Regions from separate parts of the Sus scrofa genome. Here region 1 is linked to region 2. The links are chromatin contacts, called in public promoter capture Hi-C maps. All regions are on one chromosome and are shown on one strand. The core of a region is the stretch at or near the end of the contact, and the rest is flanking DNA. Distances in the headings are between cores, read along the strand shown. Region 1 holds the start of DNAJC11 (dnaJ homolog subfamily C member 11). Region 2 holds the start of TAS1R1 (taste receptor type 1 member 1).

Region 1 (5,348 bases), core at 763-3,262, 130 kb before region 2:
AAAGATGAGAGAATTCAATGCAATCATATACATATATAATATATACTTACCTATGTGTATAAATATCCATGTTTAATAGAAACATATGACATAAGTATATTAGACAATGCAGCCAAGTAACAAATTCCTTAGTGACCTGACCCAATACAAAGAAAACAAAAGTGCAAGACAATGAGTTAATGTGGCTGACTTTTGTCACTGCTCTGGCGTGAGTATTTTGTTGGATGGGTGTTAACTTATAAATTTGTACTGCTCTTGCTTTGCGTTATTTCGCCCATCCTAGATCGGGGTTTCTGGAGGGGAGAAACAAGAAAGTCAACCTCCAAACTAAATTTATTCTCAGGCGTGTGGCATCTTTTACTTTATTTCCCATTTGTCACAACCCCTTTCCAAGTAACCGTCATGCAAAACACGGCGGACCCAAGAGAGGACCGAAACGCAGACATCCCTGAGCCACTATTTATTTTGTTTGAGTGGTGATAAAAACCAGGTCATTCTCAATCACAGAACCACAGACCTGGGTGTTCCGAGACGTGTGTTCTGTTCCGCTCACGTAATCCCTTGAGGCAGTGTTTTCCAAAGCAGGGGGAATGTGGCAAAGGATTCCTCTACCCACCTGAGCATCATGTCCCAATTAATGTCTACAACCCAAAGGAAAAAAGGGATATCTCACCGTCATAGCTTCGCCCCCAGCCTCTCTGAGAGAAATCCTTAAAGACCAGCAAATGTCAGCATGCAGTTTAGCCCTAATCACTGCTCTGCAATGGAGGAAAAAAAAAAGGGGGGGGGAGACCATTAAAAAAATCGCTGGAATAGAGGATGAACCGGGAATGTCTGTGAACGCAATCACAGGGAAACCTCACGCAAATAAAAAAATAGCTCTTCATTTACAACGTGGGCTGACAGTCTGTTCCAGGCTGACTCAACGTGTCTCCGCACATCTAAGTGTCTCATGCCAAAAGATCCTTCAGAGGGCTGGGCAACTTGGAAAGGACCATACACAGGCCCAGATGGCGCACATCTGGTCAAAAATTAGGAAGAGAAAGAAATCAACTTCTCAAATCCACAGACAGGTGTTTGGAGCTTCCCAGGGGACCTGCTTAGGAAGGGCAACCGGGATGCTTCTGAATCAATGGTTAGTTAAGGAACAAACGTTATTGAGAAATAATGAAGAATTGGCACAGGTCGGCCAAGCTGGTGACAAGAGCACAGGCGCTCTCCTGTCCAGCTTCTCTTGATAACGGCATCATTTCAAAGACGTTTAAATTATTTAGATGATTGTAAGGGAGACAGCTTTAACAGCGCACAGAACAGCAGGCACCGAGTTGAAATCAATTAGACTCCGGGGCTAACCTAGAAGATAGAAATTTACAAGAGAACAGCTCTGGGATAGAGTCTGCAGGTATATGCACGCCTGCCAGAGACAGTAATAGTGGGAACCCAACGGCTATTGCCTCGTCATTTAAGCAGCAGAAAAATGGCCAGGTGCCCCTAAATATGGGGTAAGAATGAAAAACGAAAACGAGGAAGGTCACCCTCTGGGCAGGGTTGCAGGTGGTCAAGAGACGAGGGGACGACCATTGGAGGCAGAAATACGTGCCATTCTGGATGTCTCCTGTGTAAAGACAAGGCAGCAAATGGGGCCTGGAGTGGCCTCGCCGGGGTAGCTGGCCGTGTGGCCCAGAGGGGATTGGGATTTCGATGCATTCTGCCCGGGGCCCGGCGAGGGAGACGGGGGTGTTGCAGAAGATTGTCTTCCCCGGCGCCCAGATGGTGACAACCCCCGGGTGTGGCTGCAAAGTCCCCTCTCCCGCCCAGGCACAGCCCTAGGGCAATCCGCGGAGGCTTTAGGTCCCCGGGAGGCACGTGCGGGGCCCCCGGAGCGCCGCATCCAGCCCTCGGCCGCGCGGGGGCGCAGGGCGCAGGCGCGCTCCTTCCGGGCGGAGACGGCGGTGGCGCGACTCCCAGCCGCCAGGGGACGCTGTGGGGCAGCCGCACCGGCCGACGCTGTTGGAGCCGCGCACCGAGGGTCCCTCTTGAGCACGGCCTTGCGGGCTCGGCGGGGTGAAAGGTTGCAAAGATGGCGACGGCCTTGAGCGAGGAGGAGCTGGACAATGAAGACTATTACTCGTTGCTGAACGTGCGCAGGGAGGTGAGGCCTGCGGCGGGTCGCTCTCGGGGCTGAGGCCCGGCCGGGTCGTTCTGGGGGCAGCCAGGCTGGCGGCGGCCGCCCCGTTCCCGCCCCGGGTGGCTGGGGCCCGGCAGCGAGGCCGCGTGACCCTGGCCGCCGTGCGCGACCGCCGGCCGACCGGGCCGTCCCCACCGCCCCGACCCTTGCGCCGGGGGTGTCCGGGTCGCTGTCTGCCCCGGCTCTCCGCGGCGGGTGCGCTGCGCGCGCTGCGTCCGGACAAGGCCAGAGGCCCCCGAACCCCCCCGGGAAGGAATGGGTCCCGAAGGTGGAAGTGGAATAGGGGTCCAAGTCTTCCGGGACCCGGTGCCCGGCTCGGCTCACACCCGCCCTGGTTCAGGGGCTGTGTCCTCGCCCCCAGCCGGCAGGATGGGAAACCGAGTCTTAGACACCAAGGTCAAGGCCACCAGGGAACCTCCCCAGGGGTCTGTTGGCTTCCCGAGTCTTGCATGGGGACATCTGGTTTCTGACGTGAGTCCAGGCTCGGAGGCACGTGTCTGTTGACCTTTCCCTTGAGCGGCTGTAGAGAAATTGAAGGAAGAGCCTTCTGGAAAAATAGCTTCAATTCGGAGGCCCGAGTTAAGAATAGTCAGGAAAGAAGTGATGAGCTGAGCACGGCCTCGGCGTGCGCGCTCGACTCCACGTGCTTCTGCTCGGTTTCCTCGCCGAATAAAAAGATAACACGAGAGAGCCTCACACTGCGTCTGGCACGTAGTAGGGGCCCAGTAAGTTTCCTTTCTTGTTGACTAGTACATTTGAGGTCAGCGGGAAGGCTTCCAAGGTCAAGTCATGACGTTTGACTCCTAGAGCAAGCGGGTCAAGGCTCTGTGTTGTCAGTGAAGGTTGGTGTACGTAATGTTAATAACAGCTAACGTTTTTGAAGGGTTCCCCTCGTGCCTCAGTGGTTAACGAATCCGACTAGTAACCATGAGGTTGCAGGTTCCAACCCTGGCCTCCTCGCTTAGTGGGTTAAGGATCTGGCATTGCCATGAGCTGTGGTGTAGGTCGCAGACGCGGCTTAGATCTCGTGGAGCTGTGGGTGTGGTGTACGCCTGTGGCTACAGCTCCAGTTAGACCTCTAGCCTGGGAACATCCATATGCCACGGGTGCGGCCCTAGAAAAGACACAAAACAAAACAGCTAATGTTTTTAAGTGCTTATTTCGTGCAGGTCCGTGGTGCAGAAAGAAACTTTATGTTACTGCACTTAATTCTCATATCAGCCCTTGAGGTAGGTATTAAGATAATTCTTGATTTGTAACTGAAGTGTAGAGAGATTAAGTAATTTAGCCAAAGTCACACCACTAGAAAGTTCAGCAGCCTGAATTCAGCCCTGGGCAGTCTGACTCTGGAGCCCCAGCTCTGGATCTCTCTGTACTCTCACCCTAGCTTGCCAGTCCTCAAGCTACAAAGCCAGGGTACTTCTTGGGAATCCCACAAAAAAAAATTCCTTGAATATATTAGCCACAGTTTACTACAGAAACGCCCATTGAACTGATTTGAGGAATTGCAGATTTTATTAGGCTGCTACAGTGACAGTCTCGCGAGTAATCAGTGATAAGGCTCTGAGTAAACCGCTTCTTTGGCCTTCATTTCTTTTCCCTTTGAAAGAAGTAAGTCAGTTACTCTTTTTCTCCACTTCTCAGAAGCAAAGCAGTTAATGAAAGCAGCTTTTCTGAAATCATCCTTTTGTACTCATTCGTAGTTGGTCTGGATTGTTAGTAATTGAGCAGCCATTTACCTGTCTATCCGGCTTACTGAATCTTAGGTTGCTGCAGATGATCAAAAGATCTAGAATAGGAATTCCTTTTGTAGCTCAGCGGTTAATGAGCTCGACTAGCATCTGTGAGGATGCAGGTTCAATCCCTGGCCTCGCTCCGTGGCTGTGGCTGTGGTGTAGGCTGCAGACGCAGTTGGAATCTTGTTGCTATGTGGCTGTGGTGTTGCTATGTGGCTGTGGTGTAGCTCTGATTCTACCCCAAGCCTGGGAACTTCCATATGCCACGGGTGCGGTGCTAAAAAGAAAAAAAAAAATAGACCTAGAATAATAGGCTTGGCCAGGGTCCTAAGTAAACATTTGTCTGAGGTACACCTTGAAACTGCCAGAATGCTAGGACCTGTCATTGTTATTGGACTGATGGGTGAGAGCCAAAGAAATACTTCTTTACTTTTTTTTTTTAATAGGACCACACCCGAGGCATGTGGAAGTTCCCAGGCTAGGGGTGGAATCAGAGTTGCAGCTGCCGGCCTACACCACAGCCACAACAATATGGGATCCAAGCTGGGTCTGCGACGACCTACACCACAGCTCACAGCAACGCCACATCCTTAACCTGCTGAGTGAGGCCGGGGATTGAACTCAAGTCCTCATGGATACTAGTCGGGTTCATTACCACTGAGCCATGATGGGACCTCCAAGAAATACTTCTTTTAAAAAAACACTTCTCCGGATGAGTGGCAGCACCTCCCGCCTTTTTTGCTGTAGGTGAAATCCTGAAGAAACCCGTCTTCCTGCTTAAGTCCCATTGTGTTGCCATTGTCAACAAACCCTACGTAAAACATCCTCCCGTGTGGTGGGCAGGTGTTCTCTCTCAGGATTCCACTGGAAGCTCTGGAGGTGATCTCTGGACTCGGTATTTCCTAGAATTTTTTAATGAAATTAGAAATCAACCTGAAGTTGATAGATACTACGATTTAGCTGAAGAATTTCAGAAAAAACAGAAGTAATCTTTATTCTTAGATGTGGGGTCAAAAGCAGGTAATAACCCCTGTTGATGTGTTTCTATCAGGTCTGCAGCTCGATGGCATTGAAGTGTAACTAGGAGGCGAGGTCCTCTTCCACCAGTAGTTCCATCTAAAATTTTCAAGTTTAGGAGTTCCCATTGTGGCTCAGTGGGCAAAGGACCTGTCACTGTGAGGATGCAGGTTTGATCCCTGGCCTCGTTCAGTGGGTTAAGAATCCAGCTTGTCGCAAGCTGTGGCATAGGTTGCACGCAGTTCAGATCTGGCATTGCTATGGCTGTGGTGCATGTAGGCCTGCAGCTACAGCCCCAAGTCAGCCCCTAGCCTAGGAACTTCCATATGCTACAGGTGCCACAGTAAAAAGGAAAAGAAATTTCAGGTTTATAAGCATAATACACGATTATAACAGATGGAGTAATA
Region 2 (5,412 bases), core at 44-2,543:
GGAAATCCTGTGAAATCAGATTGTTATGATCATTATACAACTACAGATCTGATAAATTCATTTGAGTAATAATAAAAAGAAACAAAACGAAACAAAAAAACCCCTCAAATAGTAACCCCAGAGGCAGAAGGTCTTGCTGAGGAGGGCTGGCAAAGACCCTGTAGGCACAGGGCCCCCTCGCTGACCGTTCCGTGGACCCCTCACTCACCTGTCACAGAAGGCCACTGTGGGTCTGCGCCTCGCCTCTGGGTGGTCACCGTGTAGAGGGAAGAGGCCAGCTACAAGGTAGTCCCCAGGGAGGCTGAAGTCAGGGGAGGACTCTGGGCCCTGGCAGCCCAAAGCCCAGCAGCAGGAGAGGGAGAGCTGCAGACCCAGCAGGCACGCCTCCCAGAGCAACATGCTGGCCAGACCGCCGCCCTGAGCCTGGCATGGCCGAGCGACGCCCTCCGACCAGGCTGGGCTGTTTAAATAGAAAGGTTGCAGCTGCCAGGATGCCTCCCAGCTTCATGCCTTTCAAAGGGGTGGGACAGGAGCCCGGTTGTAGGAACCCGGCTGTTGGCCTAGGCCTTCCGGGCTTGCGGTCCTCCTCAGGAACTGGGCAGAGTCAAGGCACAGGTGCAAGCCAGGTGGCACCCCCTGACCCTTCCTCTGGACGGTTGTGGGTTCTGTCCTTGCTCTGGTGCCTGTGGCCTCACCCAGCTCAGAAAGGGAGCCCCAGTATTCGGGTGGGGGAGGGGAAGGCTGGAACACAGTTGCGGGGGGGGGGGGGCGGCTGGGAACGGGGACCGTTCCATCAGGGAGCTGCAGACTTTAGAACCTCTTACCCGGGCCTCCGTTCACCACGTGAGACAAAGTTCTGCGTTGCTCCCTACCCCCACCCCAGTCCTCAGGATGCTTAAGTTGAAATTCTGAGTGAATCATCCTAGTTACGCCTGGTTTTACAGGCTTGCTGGCTACAACTCAAAAGACAAATGCATGCAAACAGAGGCTATGCAAATAGACCGGTTTTGTTTACAACGCCAAGCCTGGAGCTTTTTCTGCCAGGGGAAAAAAAAAAACCTTGGTGGATTTCCGGAGAGGTGGCCCTGGACTCGGGGTAACCGACTTCCGCCCCCGGGCGGCCAGATAAGATCTTTTGCATAATGTAAATGTCACCCTCGCTGGGACCGCCCGGCTAGGTGTCATCCAGGCGGCCCCTTCTCCGGTCGCCGGCGGGCGTGAGACTCCGAGGGGCCCGCCAAGGTCCGGGTGCGCTGCCGAGGCCGCCGGCAGAGAGCGCCCGTGGCTCCCAGCCGGCTTGACGGGCCGCGGGGCGGAGCGACGGGCTCTCTCGCGAGATTCGCCAGAGAGAGGCGCCGGGGACCAGCATGGCGGACTCAGTGCTGGTGCTCAAGCGGGGTTCCTCCCGCTCCACGTGGCTGCGGGCCCGCAAGGCCCGGTCCCAACTCATTCTCGGCCACCGGCCCCGCCGGCGGCTCAGGACTTTGCGTTGGTGCGGCCGAAGGCGGCTTCGGCGGCGGCTGCTGCATGCCCAGGCGGCCGGCGTGGACTGGCGGGAGGGCGGCTGCCTGGTGTCGCGCGCGGCGGCGCCCCGGAGGCCCAAGACCGCGGTCCCCAGGCCGGACCCCAGCCCAGACGTGGCCGCGGACCTGACCACAAGTTGTTCCGCCATCCTCTCCATCCCGCCAGTGCGGCCGGCCGGCCCGGGCCGTGCGTTGGTGCTGCTGCCGCTTGGGCAGGTGGGTCGCGCCGAGGGAGCCGGGCGGGCAGAGCGGGTGGAGGGGAGCCCCGGGAGCTGCTGACTGGCAGCTGCCGACTGGGAGAGACAGTATCCTTCTGCGGGTTCTCCGGCTGTAAGACGGGCGCATTCCTCGGGCGGTGGTGCTGAACCGAGGGTAACAAGGACCTCCCTAATTCTAGGTCTGCGGAGCTGGAGGGACTTAAAATAGAATAATAATTATAAGAATAGACCGCATTTACTGGGTGCTTTGGTATGCCGGGCCCTTAAGTGTTCTGAGTGTTTTGGGCATATGAACTCCGTTAACACTACCAGCTCTCTATGGAGTCATTACCACTAGGAATGTTTACAGAGAGGAAGAGTATAGCTTAGGTAACTTGGCAAAAAGTATACGTGGAGGCAGAGCCAACAGTCACATTCTGGCAGCCTCATGGCAGGGCCCCTGCTCTTCACCTGGACCTTGGTCTAGGCAGTCCCCCTCTATGCAGGAGGGAAGTAAAACCCTAAGAAAGGCAGAGGCTCTGCAGGCCTGGGCCTTTGTGAGGACAGAGAGCCGTGAGAACAGCAGAGCTGAGTTTGGGAGACCCCCTTGGGTCAGTGTTCACCAGCCTGTCCCGGAGTTCCTATTGTGGCTCAGCGGTAACGAATCTAACTAGTATCATGAGAACAGGTTTGATCCCTGTGTTTGCTCAGTGGGTTAAGGATCCAGCACTGCCGTGAGCTGAGGTGTAAGTGACAGTCTTGGCTAGGGTCCTTCATTGCTGTGGCTGTGGGTAGCCCAGCAGCTGCAGCTTAGATTTGACCCCTAGCTTGGGAACTTCCACGTGCCTTGGGTACAGCCCTAAAAAGAAAAACAAAAAAAAAAAAAAACAGACTCTCTGTCCCTATAGCTGCTGTAGGATATGATCATAGGTTTAAAATGTTAATTAGTTAAAATACTCTGTTAGTTGGAGTTCCATTGTGGCTCTTAACTGGACATAGTGTCCCTGAGGATGTGGGTTCCATCCCTGGCCTCTCTCAGTGGATTAAGGATCCAGTGTTGCCAGTAAGCTGCAGCTTAGGTTGCAGATTCGGCTTGGATCGGGCATTACTGCAGCTGTGGTGTAAGCCGGCAGCTGCAGCTCCAATTTGACCCCAAGTCTGGGAACCTCCATATGCCCCAGATGTGGCCCTAAAAAGAAAAAAAAGATAGTGATACTATTAGTTAAAAATACTACGTCTAGATACTCATATTGCAACAGAACAAAGGGTGGGGGGGAAATGTACACATGTAAAAATAACTTGATCCCCATGCTGTACAGCAGGTGGGGGGGGAATACTAGATAGTCACCTACAAGGTACTCTGTTACTAGAAATCAGCCGCCTTTTGATGTCTGCACAGCCAGTTAAGAACTTTGAAGTTTTTAGTTGTTAGTAACAGACTCTGTAACTTTCTTTCTCCCTTTCTTTTTTCTTTCCATCTAGAGCTTCATCTTTAGCGGGATCTGTCGTGTGACCTGCCTCTACGGTCAAGTGCAGGTGCTCGGTTTTAACATCAGCCAAGGCCAGCCCGCTCAGGACGTGTACTCCACCTATACGCACGCTCGCCTGACTGTCACCGCAGTTCACTACTCAGTGTCTGAGAAAAGCAAGAAGGAGATGAAAAGGGAAGCCCGGACTTTGCTCAAGTCGCATCTGAACCGAGGTAATGAAAAGAACTGAGTGATTTTCTGAGGATGTACCATATAATAAAGCTAATAATTTATGTCTTTTTGTCCTTTTTAGGGCCCCACCTGTGGCATGTGGAGGTTCCCAGGCTAGGGATCCAGTGGGAGCTGTAGCCGCCACCCTAGGCCACAGCCACAGCAGTGTGGGATCTGGGCCACGTCTGTGATCTACACCACAGCTCCTGGCAATGCTGGATCCTTAACCCGCTGAGCAAGGGCAGCGATTGAACCTGCGTCCTCATGGATGCTAGCTGGTCTTGCTAACCCCTGAGCCATGATGGAAACTTCTAAAGCTCATAATTTTTATTTTTTATTTTTTTTTAATTTTTTTAATTTTTTTATTTTTTATTTTTTTTTTGTCTTTTTTTTGTTGTTGTTGTTGTTGTTGTTGTTGCTATTTCTTGGGCCGCTTCCACGGCATATGGAGGTTCCCAGGCTAGGGGTTGAATCGGAGCTGTAGCCACTGACCTACGCCAGAGCCACAGCAACGCGGGATCCGAGCCGCGTCTGCAACCTACACCACAGCTCATGGCAACGCTGGATCCTTAACCCACTGAGCAAGGGCAGGGACCGAACCCGCAACCTCATGGTTCCTAGTCGGATTCGTTAACCACTGCGCCACGACGGGAACTCCTATTTTTTTTATTTTTTTGTCTTTTGTCTTTTTGTTGTTGTTGTTGTTGTTGCTGTTGTTGCTATTTCTTGGGCCGCTCCCGAGGCATATGGAGGTTCCCAGGCTAGGGGTTGAATCGGAGCTGTAGCCACCGGCCTACGCCAGAGCCACAGCAACGCAGGATCCGAGCCGCGTCTGCAACCTACACCACAGCTCACAGCAACGCCGGATCGTTAACCCACTGAGCAAGGGCAGGGACTGAACCCGCAACCTCATGGTTCCTAGTCGGATTCGTTAACCACTGCGCCACGACGGGAACTCCCTTCTTTTTTTTTTAAAGCTCATAATTTTTATATGTTTACTGTGACCTAGGCTTTGTATTCTTTCCTGTATTTATTTAAACCCTCGCCAGGGTCCTGAGAGAGAAACTATTGTTTTTTGTTTTTCTTTTATGATGTTTATTTTTTCTGTTAGAGTTGATTTACAGTGGAGAAACTATTGTTTTCACCATTTTACAGATGAGGAAAGTTGCCTGATGCCACAGGCTTTTATGTGGCAAACCTGGGGTGACTTCTCTACCCATGTGTTTTCCTGTTACGCAGTATGGCCCCCGAGAAAGGCTCTCAAACATAGTTCCTTTTCTCAAAAAGTTTGAATTTAGCAGAAGGGAGGGAAGTCCTAAATGGCATAGAGCTTAATGGAGTTCTGTTTTTTTTCGTTGTTATGGTTTTTTGTTTTTTTTTTTTTTGGTCTTTTTTACTTTTCTAGGGCTGCTCCCATGGCATATGGAGGTTCCCCGGCTAGGTGTCTAATCAGAGCTACAGCCACAGCCACAGCCACGCCAGATCCGAGCTGCATCTTCGATCTACACCACAGCTCACGTCAACCCCGGATCCTTCACCCACTGTGCGAAGCCAGGGATCGAACCCGCAACCTCAAGGTTCCTCGTCAGATTCGTTAACCGCTGCACCACGACAGGAGCTCTGCGGAGTTCTGTTTCTAAAGCAGCTTGTATTTCTCTTTACAGATGACAGACGCTGGTTGATGAAGAATTTCTCTCCTCTGTGTTCCGTTATGATGCTAGAACACCTGAAAACCTCCACCGTGAACTTCATAACCAGCCATCCAGGTTTATCTTACGTTTTCGTACAAGAGGTAGAACCAGTTTTCATTCAGAGTTTTGCTAATTACTTTCACCCAAACAGTCAGAGGCCCGTGTAGGATGCTCCCTGGGAAGATCAGTCTGTCTGTGATACTGTGCTGTAAGTTGCCCTGAGTGTAATTCGTGTGTACAGTAAGAAGCAGCGTAGAAGGAGGTATCGTGATCATTGCCTCTGCTGCCGCCTTAGTTTCAT

What was found. Promoter capture Hi-C pulls out the DNA fragments that hold promoters and counts their contacts.
Region 1: a promoter capture Hi-C map of liver shows a contact between it and region 2, with 3 times the contacts expected there. The contact joins the promoter of DNAJC11 here to the promoter of TAS1R1 in region 2. A contact is called at or near these places in 1 of 5 promoter capture datasets (liver) and 1 of 2 datasets of contacts at active chromatin or transcription factors (alveolar macrophages).

Annotation. Positions count from the first base shown.
Region 1 is chr6:67,526,622-67,531,969 of Sscrofa11.1, reverse strand. DNAJC11 (dnaJ homolog subfamily C member 11) reads left to right here and starts at 2,012. Exons shown (of 14, transcript XR_002344878.1): 1 at 2,012-2,152.
Region 2 is chr6:67,392,354-67,397,765 of Sscrofa11.1, reverse strand. TAS1R1 (taste receptor type 1 member 1) reads right to left here and starts at 1,293. Exons shown (of 6, transcript XM_013988748.2): 1 at 209-1,293. The coding sequence starts at 399. NOL9 (polynucleotide 5'-hydroxyl-kinase NOL9) reads left to right here and starts at 1,324. Exons shown (of 12, transcript XM_003127541.5): 1 at 1,324-1,739; 2 at 3,203-3,422; 3 at 5,085-5,212. The coding sequence starts at 1,368.